Regions from separate parts of the Zea mays genome. Here region 2 is linked to region 1. A link is a contact called in public Hi-C data. All regions are on one chromosome and are shown on one strand. Each heading gives the region's core, a stretch centred on a gene start, on an enhancer-like site or on the middle of the called end of the contact. The rest is flanking DNA. Distances are from core to core; before and after follow the strand shown.

Region 1 (2,996 bases), core at 294-2,793:
GCACCCCGACATGTTGTACCCTTCTCTGTGCTTCCTTCTTCTGTTTCTTGTTGGCTGGTTCTGAACATGAACCACCCGTTATCGGGAGTACCAGCTTCAGAACCGAAGCAGCTCCAGCTTGAATATTGAACGAAGCCATCAGCTCAGAGAAGTGGAAGTGAGTTCACCGGAGGTGGGCGCCAATGTTGGAGACTTGTTCTCAACTGCTATGAATTAAGAACAAGGCAACATAAAATGTTAAATGTTAATGCCCTTCGTCCGCGGAAGCATTATTCTCTTTAGGATTAATGAACTTCGGACGAAGGTTGAAGATGATGCAATTACGAAGGTTAAATTTTTGTAATTGACCTCCAATAGATTGTATAAAGTAGTACTAAATACGAAGCATCAAAGGTAAATAAATTATAAATGAACAACACTACTTTCATATTATATCAATTCAATGTATTCAAATGTTAGATACATTTATACCTTTGCCTTGACAAAGATTAATTCCCGAGTGATGCGATTGCAATTACCGGAATCCGTGAACAGTAAAGGAATACTGTTCACTATTTATAGGCACAAGACACAGCCTGTGAGGAATTACAATCATGCCCCTCATAAAAGTTTACAACAACGACTCAAACACTTATGGACTAAAAGGTCATTCTACTTTTAAGTCGGTTTGTAATTCCGAAGCTTCACGAACAGCAACTTTCGGTCATCACGTGCAGACAGCTTCAGCCGAAGTTGTTTCTTTCTGTAGGACCTTCGGCGACGAAGCATGGTCCCAACAGTAACCCATATAATTTTCCAATAACGTGGCTATATCTTTATACTCTAATTCAGTCGACTCGGGTACAATGGCCTGCTTTTGAGTTGTCCAAGAAATACATTAGTTTGCTTGATTGATGGTGTATCCTCCACCCTCATCTGATCATCTCCAATTATCAGAGCATGTCCTTCCATCCTCCTCTCTACATCGGCAGCCAACACCTTCTCTCCGCTCTCACCTTCGTTCGTGTGTTTACACGTATGCTCCATCACATCTTATACAAATGGGAACAAAGGTGGAGCCATTCACTCATTTCTCCTCTAAGAATGGCCCTATTTCATGTCACTTAGCTATATGTTTGCAAAATTGGGATTAACCTAACCTATTCACCATCATTCCTCGAGATAAAAAAACATGTTGCATAAAAAATATGCTTTGGATCACAGTAACATTTTTCTGAAATGAAACCATCCCCTTTATGTTCGTTATTATACTAATGTCTCGAAATAACTTATCAAGTAAAGCTCCTTATCTTCACAAGGTCCCTGAAGGCAGTTTTCTTGTGATATGGTAAAGATCAAGGTACCCAGGTGCAAAAACTTGCCGGACGTTTGAATTTGATGGCCGTTGGCGCTCCCTCTCGTCTGGGCCCGGGCCCCCACGAGCTTTCCGCAATTCAAAATCGCGGATCGCAACCGCAACGACACAAAGCCAAAAGCATCGTCCCCTGTCTGTCTGCGTTTAAAAGGCCACCGGTTTCCCCAAATCGAGGTTGCCTGCCGTCACTCACCTCGGCTCAGCTCCACCAAGTGCCCGTGAGGTGCCACGACCGCAGCGAGGAGTGACCATGGTTGAGGTGATGATGGTACCCAGCTCCCACGGCTGCGGCGAGGGTGGTGGTGTAGGAAGCGACGGGAAGGCGGAGGACGGGCAGCAGCAGGGGCAGGGACAGGGGCAGGTGCTGGCGCTGCTGCTGGCCGCGCTCCGCAAGTCGGTGGTGCTACCGTGCCAGATGGCGGACGCCGACGACCCATCGGGGGCGGCGTGGGGGATGGAGATCGGCTGGCCCACAGACGTCCGCCACGTCGCGCACGTCACCTTCGACCGCCTCCACGGCTTCCTCGGCCTCCCCGTCGAGTTCGAGCTCGAGATCCCCGGCCAGGTCCCCAGCGCCAGGTCGGTTCGGGTTTGGAAACCCCAGCTCTTCTTTCTCTACTCCTGTGGTCTAGCTATTGTTGATGCCCGGATGCTCTGTCCCGAGCCCGATTATTGATGTTCTCTTTTGAACTCGTGCAGCGCCAGCGTGTTCGGGGTATCACCGGAGTCGATGCAGTGTGGCTACGATGACAAGGGGAACTCGGTGCCCAAGATCCTTCTGCTCATGCAAGAGAGGCTGTACGCGCAGGATGGACTCAAGGTAGGAGTACTTCCGTTGTTCAAGCCATTTAGTTTGGAGCTTAATAGTGTCCGAGCGCAGCCGAATTCAACCATTTAAATTACTTTTGCAATTTCAGGCAGAGGGGATCTTCCGGATCACCCCGGAAAACAGCCAGGAGGAGCATGTCAGGGAGCAGCTCAACAGCGGCATCGTGCCTGACGACATCGATGTGCACTGCCTTGCTAGTTTGATCAAGGTATTTGACAATGCCATGTTTGTGTGGATGATCAATTAAACAGCTGAGAACTGATGCACTAGCATTTAAGTTCTATCGCATATTTGAATTAGCGTGTAAATCAAACAACCAATGATCACCGGTAGAGATTTACCTTTGAAATTAGAAGCAATTGTGCCTTAGTACTCTCAAATTTCTCTTAAAGAGAAACACTGAAACAAAAGTTGTTCGATAATATCGTGTCAAGTTGGAAAGTGAGTTTAATGTTGTGAGAGTCTCAAGAAATGGAACAACATTCTGCATCTTATAACGCGTAGTGGTCTAGGATCAAGTAGCAAGTTAGTATTAATCTCAAACAATGATCACTCAAGCATTATCTAGTTCAAGAAGGCAACTTAACTTTCTATACAAAAGGGGATATATGTTGAGTCATTGACACAATATAAACTAAACTGAATCCATGAGGTGTTTCTCCATTCAAATTCAAGTACCTAATATTGGTAATAGTATTGAAATTTGTTTACTGAAATGCTATTGTATTGCAAATGTATTCTACTTTTACAATCTTTGGTCAAAGATTTCAATACTGTATGAGTTGCTGTTAATTCTTTTTTTTTCCTGCTGAA
Region 2 (2,996 bases), core at 319-2,818, 300 kb before region 1:
TCAATCTAAGACTATCTCCAACAATGAGCTCTAAAGGGTCATGTACTCTAAATTTAGAGGACGAGGACGTCATCTACTCCCTCCAGCAACGTCCTCTAAACGGCCCTCTAAATTTAGAGAACGCTGCTGAATCATTTACATGTAGAGTTTCTCTAAACGGTTCTCTATCTATTTGAATACTTTAAACAACCAGTTTAATAAAACTAAAATATGTACAATACATTTGAGAGTATGATAAATACGTATGTACAAAAATTAAAAAATAAAAAATATCTTTAATATAGGTATTTACATATAGAGGACGTGATTTAGAGGACGTTGTTGGAGAGAAAGTAGATATAGGAGATGAAATCTTTTAGAGAAGACTGTAAATGACGGATATAGATGATGTATATAGAGGACGTTGCTGGAGACAGTCTAAGTATCTAAGTTTCTACATATTCAATACTCCACTTTATCATTTTCATATGGGGACTTGAGGTTATCTTATTATATAATGTTTATTAGTCTTGGTAACTTATTTGTATTTTTTGACGAAGTTAGAATAATTTATGAATTTAATAAATTTAATGATTTTTTTGCGAAACGAAATTGAAATACACAAATAGATTCTGAAATTTATGAAATTTTACGGAGTCACAACATATGTCCACATACAATCCTAAAAAATGTTTGGAACATAAATTCACAAGATGCCAACATTGTTTCCATTTACCTTCCATTTGTTGTGTGAGTTACACGTCAGATGACTCTAAGTATCCATGTTTTAACATAATTAATACTTCACTTTATCATTTTTACGTAGGGACTTAAAGTTACCTTCTTATAGAATATTTATTAGTCTTGGTAAGTTATTTGCAATTTTCTATCGAAACCAGAATATTTTATGAATTTAATTGTATTTTGATGATTTTATGTAGAAAGAAATTAATAATACACTAATAGCCTTACCATTTCATGAAATTTTATAAAGGCACAACATATATCCATATATAATTCTAAAAAATGTTTGGACTCAAGTAGTGGCTAAACGATTACAACAACAATGCTGTGTGAAATGATGTCTTACACAGTATCCGAAAAAAAATCTGTTACCAACGTTATCCATATCCGACTAGTTCCGTATTCGACACACGATTATCCGTATTTGCATCCGAAAATATTCATATATTTGTATATGCATTCGTATTCGAAGTTATTCATATTTAAATTTAAATCCGAATAAAAATATGAATAATATGTTTTCGATGATGATAACATCCCTCCGATCAATACGAGAGACAAACACGTAAATCACGTGGCACGTCAATCAGCCCGGAATCATGGAATCGAATAAAGATAAAATAAATAAAAAGCAGTGCGCAAGTGGGAGGAAGGCGGGGCCGCATCGGCCCATCCCCATACGGCCACACCTGTTCTCGCAGAATATAAAGCATCCGGCACTCGGCCGCAGAGCGGAGGCCCTACCGGACAGTGAGGCGCCGCTTGCCCTCCACATACGGCCGCGGCGAGGAACCCAAAAGGCCAAAACCCTCCCAAAAGCTACTACACAGTACACACACGGAACGGAATCCGGGCATCCGGGAAAGCAGCCCTAATCTCAAGGCCGCGGCTGCGAGCGCTGCTTCCCACCTCCCAACTCCAGAAGTCCTCCCTAGACGCCGCCAGCCGCGCGCACACCCACCGAGAGCTCCTCGGGCTTTCTTTCTCCGTTCCTCCCTCGCGCGCTCAGGGTTTCACGATGGAGGCCGAGGCGGCGGCCAAGAGGGCGCGGGAGGGCGGGGAGGACGCCACCGCGCCGGTGGCGGGGGCCGAGGCGGTGGTCGCCGGTGCTGGCGAGCAGGCGGGAATCTCCGCCGTCATCCCAGGATGGTTCTCCGAGATCAGCCCCATGTGGCCCGGTGCGTCCCCTGTTTTCCGTCCTCTGCTGCGCTGCGCTGCGCATCGTCATGCTCCCCCTGTTCTGTTGAGCGCACTTTTTACTTCGGATATTCTTCTTTAGTCACTGCGGGGTCAGGGTCACGCCAACCACGTGTGTTTGCCCTTGCTCATGGGTCGGTTTCGGTGTCGAAATGGTAGGTGAGGCGCACTCCTTGAAGGTGGAGAAGGTTCTGTTCCAGGGCAAGTCAGACTACCAAAATGTGATGGTTTTTCAGGTAAATTGTTATTGCCTTTTGCTTGCACCCAAGCCACTTCGCAATTCTTCGGTGGGACATGATCCTGTTGCCTTTCTGTTTTGCGTTATAGTCCTCCACGTACGGGAAGGTGCTTGTCCTCGACGGAGTTATTCAGGTGACAGAGAGGGATGAGTGCGCGTACCAAGAGATGATTACTCACCTGCCCCTTTGCTCCATCAAAGACCCCAAGAAGGTATATGAGATGACCCTTTTTGGCTATTTGTACCAGTGTTATTAAAACTACGTTTAAACAACGTTTAAACTACGTTTAAACGTCAAAACTCTAATTAGAGGTTGAAACCGCGTTTTGGCATTTTGGCGTTCTGAACTGTAGAACACAGTGTTTCATGCGTTTTAGACCATTAGATATTTTTGGGCCTAGTCTGTTAGTTACTTTTGGGTCCAATCCGGTTCATGTGTGAAGTTTTGGTAAGCCACTAACCTCTCTGTTTTGGTATTTAACTTCATGTTATTGTCTGAAATTATGATATATTGGTATTTTTCATATGTTGTTTAAAACTACGTTTAAACAAAAGTTTAAACGTTTAAAAGTCAAAACTGAACCCATGAGTGTTTCGACGTTTTATTGTTTTAATAACCTTGATTTGTACCTTGCCTAAGCATCTTTATTGGACTCATACAGTTATTTAGCAGAATGTACCCTTCATTTGTTTTTTATGCCAAAAAAAAAAAACGAACCAAAACTGCAATTAGTAGCTTATAATATTATTGCTGAGAAAATTTGAAATACTTGCTGGCATCATATCTAACGATAATAGCATACATGCTATGGTACATTTAGCATTAAAAGGTGTACTC

The links. A called contact is a pair of places that touch in the nucleus more often than the background predicts.
Region 2: a contact with region 1 is called in a Hi-C map of ear, with 2.2 times the contacts expected there. The contact joins the promoter of LOC100272866 here to the promoter of LOC100282297 in region 1. A contact is called at or near these places in 2 of 25 Hi-C or Micro-C datasets (ear and tassel).

Annotation. Positions count from the first base shown.
Region 1 is chr7:34,672,102-34,675,097 of Zm-B73-REFERENCE-NAM-5.0, reverse strand. LOC100282297 (rac GTPase activating protein) reads left to right here and starts at 1,543. Exons shown (of 5, transcript NM_001371849.1): 1 at 1,543-1,933; 2 at 2,054-2,174; 3 at 2,272-2,391. The coding sequence starts at 1,605.
Region 2 is chr7:34,976,155-34,979,150 of Zm-B73-REFERENCE-NAM-5.0, reverse strand. LOC100272866 (Spermidine synthase 2) reads left to right here and starts at 1,568. Exons shown (of 9, transcript NM_001147319.1): 1 at 1,568-1,901; 2 at 2,080-2,156; 3 at 2,248-2,370. The coding sequence starts at 1,742.